Regions from separate parts of the Mus musculus genome. Here region 1 is linked to region 2. A link is a contact called in public Hi-C data. All regions are on one chromosome and are shown on one strand. Each heading gives the region's core, a stretch centred on a gene start, on an enhancer-like site or on the middle of the called end of the contact. The rest is flanking DNA. Distances are from core to core; before and after follow the strand shown.

Region 1 (5,216 bases), core at 736-3,235, 45 kb before region 2:
CTCGAGCCTGCCCCCTGCAGCCCTACTGTAGCACAGCTGACAGATGTAAATACCAGCTTGTCCTGTGATTTTCTACTAGGTACTGCTTCTCTGGTGGCATTCTGCAGGTCAGTTGGAGGCTTGTTGGATCACCTCAGCACTCCGATCTCTTCTATCTCCCTTCACTCTCAGAACCTGGTCCTGCATACCCCTGGGAGATCTATATGGGGATGAATGAGACTGTTTTCTGAGGTAGTTTTTATTGTGTCCCTTATGCTGGGTATATCTCTGGTTCCAGACCAAGGATGTTCAGTCATGACATTTTACCACTATGTGGCTCAAGCTGCTCACTGTGGGTCCCTTGTGGTCAAGGTGGATTTCCACAGCCACATCAATGGCAATAAATACAAGGGATTAAAAATAAGGTTCTTTGGTCGGCTAAACCTCAGGACAAATTGAGATGGTGATCATCCAGTAGGGAAGATGATCAGAATAGGGAGGATGAGGGTGAGGAAATGGGCTGTAGATCCAATTCTAGGAAAAATGACCTAAGCGCTGTTGTCCCTGTCTGTAAATAGCACCCTCTCTATTCTGCAAATATCAGCCAATGGCTGTTGTGTGAAAACCACGGCTGCTCTGGCCCCTTCCCAAGCCTCCAGGAGAGGATCACACTAGTAACAAACCGGTCAGCTAGAAAGGTTTAGTGCTTTATTTTATTTTATTTTTAAGGCTGTGAATACTATTCCCAGATTAATACTTCTCAGGAGTCAGACTACATGGTAAATTTCTGGGGGCAAAAAAAGGCTGTATTGACAATGTCTGAGTCCCAACCCCCAATTCCAACTGCTAAGGGGGCACAAGTAAGTACTAGCTAATGATAATGATTGCTATGTCTTGTTAGATTTTGTTTTAATTAGGCTCAGGCTCTAGGCCTCATTACTCCTAATGTGGCTTTAATGTGGGATCCTAAAGAAAGAATCTGAGCATCTTCTATTGAAGATATTAAAGAAGATATTATTAGCAACGCATTTGGTCTCACAGGCTTTGAACAACAAACAACAGAGATTGTAATTAACGTCACTGTAGTCTCTCTCCTGAAAACACACTAACAATATAGCTAATTAGCAATATGTCCTCATTTGCAGCTGGACATCTGCATATTATTATCAACAATGCTTGTTTCCCTTTTCCAGATTAAAGGAAGCCATACTGCACCCAGACATATGGCTACACTTCTTCCATATTAAAACACTCTGTTCCTTGTACCCGGAATAATCATACTTTTTTTTTTTTTTTTTTTTTTTTTTTTTTTTTTATCTGTGCTGGGCATCGATTTTGTCTGGAAAACTTCTACAGATCTAAAAATAAATTCGAGAATGCCACTGGTGGGGTTTCAAAGGGAAGAGCCAAAGTTCTCCATTTGGGGAGAGATAAAAGGATAAAGGACACATTGATTATTTTCACACATGATTGAAGACCAAATACTCCTGGGGAGAGAAAAGCTAGAGAATAAATAAAATAAGCTGCAAATCTCAGCATCTCTTACTCCAGGGGCACACTTGTTCTTGATGCTCAGGAAGACAGAATGGAGAGGGGTACCCTAGGAGTGGTAGCAGTGGGTACTGAGAAGAGGCAATTAAGACCCACTGGGGAGACACCATCCAATGTGGATGCTTGGGTCCTAAGGTTTACTTAGAACCTGTTCTTGTACCTGCATGCGATGCAAACAGCAGGAACAAAGTGAATAATTATTTTATAGATGCCCCTATTTTAAACCAAGTGGGAAAAAAGCAACTACTCTTTAGGGACTGTCCTGGCAGAGAAGAGATGGCCAGACACATGCTTCAGTCTTTGTTAGGGGCTCCAGAAGACAACCCTGGGAGTTGGTGACACAGTCACATCATGTTTCAAGAAGGCAGGAGTGTCACGGTCCTGGCTGGGAACCAGCAGAACTCTCTGTTCAAAGTCTGACTAATAGCTGGGGAATCTCTGGTTGTGGTGGCAGAAATGTATCAGGAGGATGTTTACTTTAGGGCATGGGAGTGACCTCACTTATGATCTCAGGCGATGCTTTAGAAGAGAGGAAGGATAGTCAATTTTCTGCAACAGGGCAGGAGCTGGCTCCTGGGGGAGGGGCTGTCCATCTCTGTGCATCTTTCCTAATGCTTCGGGGCCAGCTGGTAGTCAGCATGTTGCTGACTTATCTCTAATACTTCTGTGTTGCTTTGATCTTAAAACTGTGTAGATTATTAGTGGCATTTCAAGTTGTGTTTTCCCCACTGCTGGCACCGAAAACAGAGGGGTAATTTTTCCAGGACCCACTTCTTTTATGTTCTGTTAGTTAAAAAATGAACTGAAATCACCCTTTCAACTCTAAGATAACATATAGGACATAATGACAAGGCTGGAAAGCCAGTTTTTAACATAAAGAATCTTTACTCATGATATAAAACATCAATGAAAATATAAGGTAAAACATTTTGTATTTTCTAGAGTTCTCCTTAGGCTTATGTAGACAAACATAGAAAGGACAGATAATAAAGCTAGCTCTCATGAGGCTGAGTCCTTGGTTACTCAAATTTGAGGCCAGATCTCATTTGCCAAGGTGTATAATGGATAGGCCTGGGCTGGCCACCAGGGGGCGTCAGTCACTGTCCTTTGGTCACTCTGGAGCTGGGCATCTCCTGAAAGTTGCAATCTGAGTAAATGTTACAGAGTATGGATGATTGATGTTTCAAATGGTGCTTTCTCTATTGCTAGGGAAGAAGACAGAGTGACTTTGTGCATTTTGGCCATAACCACTTAAGGGGTGGAAAGATTGTAAGAGCCAGAGGACCAGAATGCTTGCTGCTAGATCGTGTCTGGATGTGACGGGGAATCTGCACTCATAACCTCTCAACAATATGGTTGCCCAAACAAGACATGCATCACGACACCACCACTTGGCATGCCCACACAGAGAGGAGAAATCCCACAAGCTGCACCCCTAGGCAAGGAGCTATAGGCAATCAATGGCTGCTGACAGAAGGAGAATCAGTCTTCTTTAGGGATGGGCTTGCTGACCGGTTATCCAGCTGTCAATCTCAAACACATACGCACATGAATAGCATTAAATGGACTCAATAGGTTCTCTATCTCTCTCCCTCCCTCCCTCCTTTCTTCCCTCTCTTCCCCTCTCCCTTTTTTCTCTCTCCCTCCTCCCTCTCTCTCTGCATGCCAACAATGACAAAGAAGAAGAGATCATGAAATTGAGAGGACACTGTAGGAGTTTGGAGAGGAGAGGGACACATGGGAATACAGTATTTATATATGAAATTCTCAACAAATATTTAAAAAGGAAGAACGAAAACAGTGATAATCTATCTAGACCAGTGGTTCTCAAGCTTCCTAATGCTGTGGTCATTTAATACAGTGTCTCCTGTTGTAGTGACCCCCAACCATAAAATATTTGTATTGCTACTTCATAACTGTAATTTTGCTACTGTTTGTTACATGAGGTAAATATCAGTAATTTTTTTAATGGGCTTAGTCAATCCCTAAGGGGTCTTGACTCACAGGTTCAGAACCACTGATATAGACTTGTTTTCCAGGACCCAGCCCAAAGAGGCATTCACTAGTGTGCCGTGTTCTCCATAGTGCTTGACACAAACCATAATCACCTGGGAAGAAGAATCGCAATTGAGGAATTGCCTCTAAGGTTGACTTGTGGGAATCTCAGTCTAGGCACTTTCTTGACTGTTAATTTATGTAGAATGGTTAAACATATGGTACTATCCCTGGGCAGGTGGGTCTGGGATGTGTAAGAAAGGTTCCTGGGCAAGCCACGGGAAGTAAGACATTAAGCAACACTTCTCCAAGGTCTTTGATTCCATTCCTGCCTCTTGACTCCCGCACTGAATTCCTGTCCAGGCTTCCCTAAATGAGGGACTATGAAGTGTAAGATGTAAGAAACCCTTTCCTTACCACATTGCCTTTGGACTCAGTGTTTATCACTGAAAGAGTAAAGTAAACCAGGACAGCAGGTACCAACTATCTAAATCTTGCTTTGATCAGGAGAAGGGGTTCAGTAGATCAAGAAGGCTCAGGCAGCAAATCAGTATCTCCCATATAGAATGAAGGGTAGACAGATGTAGGCCAAAGCTGGGATTCTGCGTTTGGAAGGGAAATCCCATAAGGTAAGCCCCATCACATAGAATGTTTGCTCAGAAGCTTAAGCCTGAGGCTGGTCTGGTCCTCTCCAATTACTGTACCAAGTAAAATGGTAGAGTCTTCTCAACATTTAAGGTCAATACTTTTTACTTCTGGAAATCTCTCTATTCTAAGTTCTTATAAATGGTACTTAAGATGAATGGTACCCTAACCTTGGAATTTTAGAAAGGAGTTCATGGTATTGAAGATGTGCTGGATTCAGAGTGGGGCCTGTATCCCTGCCCGACCTTGCTTCACTGTAAGTTTGGGTAAACTATAGTGGTTTGCATCTATGGTAGAATGGTTTTAAAGATATCTACAAATTCTTCCTTTCTAAATAACCCTGCCTTGAGCAGGCACACTCTGTGTGTAACCTTTGAGCTTGACCACACTGCTGATTGTGAGCTTTGCCATGCTGCTTAGGCACAACAGGATGCAGAGACCTCAAAGAACTTGTGCTTTAGTATTGTCTGTTTTAGTTGCTCTTTGGAGTATGCCAAGAAGCTAGAACTAAGCTGCTGAAACTGAAGACATGTAGGGAAAGGGCCATTATATTCCACGTTAATCAGTTTGCCGAATGGCAATCCTCACCTGGAGATCCAGGTCCCCTCAAGGCGAGTTGAGACAGCCCAGTGGAGATTAAGAGAATCATGAAGAATATGCTCTTGTGGTTTTTAAGTTACCAAACTCATAGTCGCTTGTTACACAGCAACAGCTAACTGATACAGTTTTGTTTTGTTTGTTTTGTAGGATGGTCTTATGAAGTAGGATAAGAATTTCAGAAGAGCTCTCAGTCCATCAGTTTTGATGTCCTTTGGTTGGAATCCTTATGGTATAGTTGTCTGGAGAAATCATATCAGAGCAACGTGGTTTTAAACATTTAAAAATGTTTATTATTTTTAAATTATGTGTTTGTGAATGAGTGAGTTGAGGGGTGTGTGTGTGCGTGCCTGTGTGAATATAGGTGAGAGTGCAGGTATGTACAGTGCACACAAGTACAGATGCCTGTGAATGCTACAGGCATTGGATCCTCCTGGGGATGGAGTTGT
Region 2 (5,333 bases), core at 1,069-3,568:
TTCTGTTTTTCTTTCTTTCTTTCTTTTTTTTTTTTTTTGATCGGGGGTGGAGGTGGGGGGGGGGGCTGTTCTTCAGCAAAAGCCCTCTGAGAATCCCATCCAGTTCTACCAGCTGCTTCTCTCATTAAAGTACTGTTGGGGTGGAAAAGGCCAACCGGAGATTATTCTAATGATAGCAAGCACCTCATAAAGAAATCTGCCAAATTTACTTTTCCATAGAACATCATTTTTTTTTACAGGTTTTCATGAGTCCACGAGGAAAGAAAGCATCACATATAAAATACAATTTCCAGAAGCCTTCATGATAGTGAGGATTATTTCTTCAGTGTTTGGCATGGGGGAAATATCTGTTGCTGTTCAGGGTTACCCGAAGGGTAATGTGAGAGGCTCCTCCAAACCCAGATTGTTTTTAGAAGGGTTTGAGAACTTTTAAGCTTAAGGTTTGCATTTTTGCAGGCCTGGTTTGCATTTGTAAGGGTCACCTTGCTTTAGTCTGGCAGACAGCAAGCTTGATATAATTAACCAACAGGTGGGAATGTGTGAATTCTAACAAGTTTCTTAATCACTCGGTGCCTCAGTTTCGCAATCTGTAAGGCAGAGAGATTAACAATCTTGTAATGAGGGTTAGGATGAGATTAAATGAGTTAGCCCCTGCAACACTCTTAAAACAGTATCGTGGTAAACACCTGATGTAGACGTGTTTAAATAAACGCTCTTTTCAGCAACAGGTTATTAGTCTTTTAATGGCACAAAGATGTAAAAATCTCAACATTGCACAGTGACTAGTTTTAGTAGGGCCTGGCTTGGTTTCTTTAGAGAGTGTAGAATCCTGGCTGTTCCCTGAAGAAAATCCCAGCTCACTTCTACTAGTTCTGGTTTAATGCATGCTCTACCTCTAAAACCATGAGGCAGGCTTTCCAAAGTCATAATAGAAAAGCCCATGTGGGCAACCTTTACTCAGCAATATTCATTTGGCATCTCAAGACCTAATATATGCCCCCTGGCCTCATCTCTCCCCCTGGAGCCGAAACAGAATCCTGTTACTAAAAGAACCTTCAAAGCAGATGTTCACCGGGAAGAAGTTTAAAAGTCCCAAGTAACTCCAGACCAAATTCCTACAGGTGCCTTGACTATGGCCCTTTGCCTGGTACATAGGGGCATAAGAGGTGAAGGAATCACTCAGGCAAAGGTGGGGTGTCTGGCTAGTCTCCAGAAATAATGTCTTGACCTCTGACACTGCTTGCACACCCAACAGAATACTTTCTCCTAAATATAGCTTGGAGATTTATCTTATAAGGCCTCTTTATGTCGCCTCACCTCAGTCTCTCTTGCCTCAAGACAAACTTCTAAGTCTCTGGCAGTACTCAGCATCAAAAGCATCCTCCAGCCAGCTTATGCCTCCCAAGCCTAAGACTTCTTCCTGGTGCCAAACCTGTGACAGATCTGAGGCTTTCTCTAGGTAAACTTTGAAGCAGGCCTGGCCTCTACACATAACCCTTCCACCCACCCACCTTCCGCCCGATCCCCTAGTCCAAACTTTTCTGCTTAAACCCGGTTGCCTAGGCAAAAGTGCTCCTTGGTGGAACGGAGGACCCGCCTTCTGCAATGTACCAAGCTCTCTTGCTTAGTACCTTGCGGGCCACCCAGCTTCGTTCAACCACGCACGCCCCCTCCGGCGGCGCACTCACCTGCAACTGGGACCCGCTGACGTTGCCGGCGGCCGCGTCCTGCCGGTCGGAGGCTCCGGATCCGCGCAGAACCGTGATGTGCAGCGTGAGCAGCAGTAGCCCCAGCAGCAGGAGCAGTTCCGCAGCCAGGCGCACCATCCTCTTGAGTCGCGCGGCTTTAGGACCCCGCGCGACTGGCGGCGGCGGCGGCGGCGCCGCCGCCGGGGGAGGAGGAGTCGGAGCCCCCGAGCTCGACTGAGCGGCTCCCGCCTCGGCCCCCACCGGGGCCCCGCTCCCCGGGCCGGCAGGGCTGGCTCTGGGCTCGGCCGAGCGCACGGGGCCCGGGGAACAGGAGCAGCCGCCAACGCCGCCGCCACACCACAGCGGAGCCACCGCGGGGCCGGGGACGTCCAAGCCGGTGGCGGAGCAATCCCAGGAGCTGTCCGGCGGCGGCGATGGGGACCCGGGGCTGTCCGCGACCCAGGCCCGGCCAGGGTCCACCCTTCGGGCAGGGAACTGCGGGGGCGGCGGCGGGGCGGGCGCAGCCGAGCCCCCGAGCGCACATGGGCTCCCCAGATGTGGCCGCGGTGCCGCAGCTGGAGCGGGAGCGGCCGCCAGAGGAGCGCGGGGTTAGAGGCGGAGGAGGAGAAGGAGGAGGAGGGCTTCAGAGGCCGCCCGGAGTTACCTCCACTCTCGGCTCCCCCGCCCCCGCTGCCGGGAGCCACTCACCCTCGGGGCCACCACCTTCCTCACTCCAAGTTCCTTGGGACCTCTAGCTTCGTCGCCCCGCTCGCTCAGTCCCCGGATGGGCTGGCTCCGGGTCACCGAGGTTGTCACCGTTTGAGGATAACTGGGGGCGCCCCGCCGGCGCCTGCGTCCGCCTTCTCGGCTGTGCTAAGTGCTTGCTGCCGAGGTCGCTGTGGCAAAGGAACTAGCCCTCTGCTCGCTCTAGTGCTTGGGGCTGCGGGCGAGTGGGGGTCGCCCAGGCCACCTGAGAAAAGTTTATGGGCAAAGTAGAGCTGGAGTTATAGGAGTGGAGAACGGAGGGGCCAGACAAACCAGGTGTCTGCGACCCCACCACGCACCCTGACCTTGAGCAGCGAGTTTGGGGGGTAGGGGGTGGGGTGACACGGTGTCTGTCGGTCCGGAAGGGTCTTGACACTAGCTGCGGGGCTCTGGGCTGGCTGATCACTGGGTGCAGCAGACCGTGCGCCTACAGCGCCCTGGAGCGTCGGAAAGGCGGGTGAGTTGGATTCAATCCGCGCGCGTCTACTTAAGTGCGCAGGTGTCGCGTGGGAGGCTGCGAAGAACACGGTGTGCGCTGCGAAGGCGCTCGGACGTCAGTGGGATGCTGGGTGACTCTCAGCTTGGTAGACTCGAGTCTGGGGGCTCATCCTGGGGGTGCTGCGCCTGGAGGGGACTTGGGGGCTGCCGAAACGCAGCCGCTGCAACAGCGCCACCGCCTCATGACCGCGCTCCAGCCTCGGGCTCCCGGGAGCGACTCATGCCTTGCAAGTGGTGCGGCTGGCGAGCAGAACGGCTGGGTGATATATCTGGAGAGCGCGGGATCCTTGCCAACGAGGCTAGAGAGAACTGGGTCCAGCGTGGCTCTGGCTCCTGCCTTCCCCAAGTGGCTCGAGTGACGGGCACTCTGTTAGGCTGGAGACTTTTATACTGTGTTCCCTCCGCCTCCTTCCTCCCCTGAGCCAGCTCAGCCCTTCCCTCTCGGTGAGCCCAGCCCTAGTCAAGCGTGAGCACACGTTCCCACAACCCTTGTCACACATTGCCATTTCTCATCCGCAACCCAGGACCGTTGCACAAATCTCCTTAGGTGAATGAAATCAAACAAACAAATAAAACTTTCTTACCGGCACGCCACTTTTCTCTCTTTTCCTACCTCTTTCTACAATCACTAGAAACGGACAGAAGATTCCTAATTAAACTGTCTTTAGAGTTAAAATCTTTCTTTGGAAACTCTAAGATGAATTTCTTCGCCACTCCAAACGTTCCTCAGGTCGTCTTAGCATTTTCCAGAATTTAACTAGTTGTGGTTCAGCATGCTGTTTGCATCTGTTTGTATCCAGTTAACTTATTGCCTCTTTGAAAATGCTGGAAAACATCTTTAAAATTCTAGCCAAACCCAGCAGCTCATTAATAAATTGGCAGCTATTTATAAAGTGCGGGATGGGCATCTTTTCCTTTTCACTAAGGGTGGGTTTCCCCTCTCTGGCAGAGAGCTCTCTTTCAACTGTTAGGCTGCCTGGCTTCCCATTGCTATCTCTAGGCTCTAAAATACCAATAATTGTCAACTGGAGCGCTGAGGGGAGAAATTGAAACAATAAACCTTGGTGGTTCAGATGGGAGATCAAAGGGGATTCTAGCAGCTTTGGAATCCCAGAAGGATTCCCCTGCGTGTTTTCTAATTAGAATCACTTAAGAGTATCAGGCAGCCGAATCAGCACACAGGTGGAATAGATAAATTAAGACGGCAAACTAGAATCCTGTGGCCATAGATATGTGGACTTTCCAGGTGGTAATGTGGACACACAGCGACAAATGACTCCTGTTGCCAAAAGCAGGCTGTTCTAGATTAGAGCTGAGAGGATGCTGTATTTTGTCTCCCCCCCCCCCAGTCTCCCCATGTGAGCCTCGACTGCATTTCTCTCATCCAAAAGTTATATTTTTTTCTCCTAAGGAAAAATGACTAAAGAAAAAAAATGTGGAAAGAAACTGTTGCAAGGAATGTACATTCTTATAAAATTATAGATGGAGATTTTGAGATCAAAGTCTTTGTAAAATGTTGTAAAATTGTAAATTGAGTTTGGGGGTCAGATGTTTTTATTAAATGTTGAACAAATGTATGAATGAATGCTACTGAAGTCTCTTCAATCTGGGCAACCCAAATTCCAGATGCATTCATACTCTGGTAAGGACATACCGGTTGCATTCTCAAAGCAACGATACCAGCAACATCCTGCAGCTGAGGGCTTAGGGAACATTGGCTCACACATTATACGAAAGGGGAGCCATGTGTCTACTGCACCACCAAGTACCGTTTAAAGCACATTTCTGAAATTGTCCCAGGAGCTGATGAAAGTTTGAAAACAATACTACATCCTTCAAATTTCCCAAGGGACTATATTCATACCTTTATCACTGGCCTTACTATATTCCCATAGAAGGTGTCTGTTATTCTGTCTGTATTCCCAAAAGACCTGGATTGGGCCATCTTTGTGGTAGAGCATTTTAGAAGCCCACTCAACCCCCAATATACTATTTCTTTCTACCTAAATTTATAGCTAGAAGACATTTTCCAGCCACATTTGGATCTAAGGATTGTGGAGTCTTGGGAGTTTTAAGACTCCTGAGTGATTATCAAGACATACTCAGCCTTCCCTTGCAGTATGGCAAGCCTGAGAGATATAAGGTGACCTTATTCAGATTGTTGTTCAGAAGAGAGCCATTGAACTAGAAATATATGCACTTTGTTCAAGTGAAAAAAAAATACCCCTTTCTTATTCAAATACACATGATTTTCTGATATTCCCAACTATCATTACCTCCCAAGACAGGTACAATCTTCCCAGATCATCACTACTATTTCTAGACTTGAGTACAGGACTTACGCAAGGCAAGGAGCTTCATTAAGACACACGCATATGATGT

What was found. A called contact is a pair of places that touch in the nucleus more often than the background predicts.
Region 1: a Hi-C map of beige adipocytes shows a contact between it and region 2, with 2.6 times the contacts expected there. The contact joins the enhancer-like site here to the promoter of Ism1 in region 2. A contact is called at or near these places in 3 of 39 promoter capture datasets (cranial neural crest, embryonic stem cells and stem cell-derived epiblast-like cells), 8 of 484 Hi-C or Micro-C datasets (8-cell embryo, the HL-1 cell line, beige adipocytes and 4 more), 4 of 115 datasets of contacts at active chromatin or transcription factors (CD8 T cells, embryonic stem cells and neural progenitor cells) and 3 of 9 other capture datasets (adipose tissue, liver and pancreatic islet).

Annotation. Positions count from the first base shown.
Region 1 is chr2:139,720,305-139,725,520 of GRCm38.p6, reverse strand. The region is part of intron 1 of Ism1 (isthmin 1, angiogenesis inhibitor); the gene reads right to left. Among named protein-coding and RNA genes, the nearest start is that of Ism1, 45 kb to the right of the region's middle. Within about 2 kb of position 1,985, at least 35 of the 459 cell types and tissues checked have an H3K27ac peak or open chromatin away from gene starts, as enhancers often do. A contact at or near this core is called in the HL-1 cell line and beige adipocytes, where this site is marked.
Region 2 is chr2:139,675,163-139,680,495 of GRCm38.p6, reverse strand. Ism1 (isthmin 1, angiogenesis inhibitor) reads right to left here and starts at 2,318. Exons shown (of 6, transcript NM_001276489.1): 1 at 1,689-2,318. The coding sequence starts at 1,826.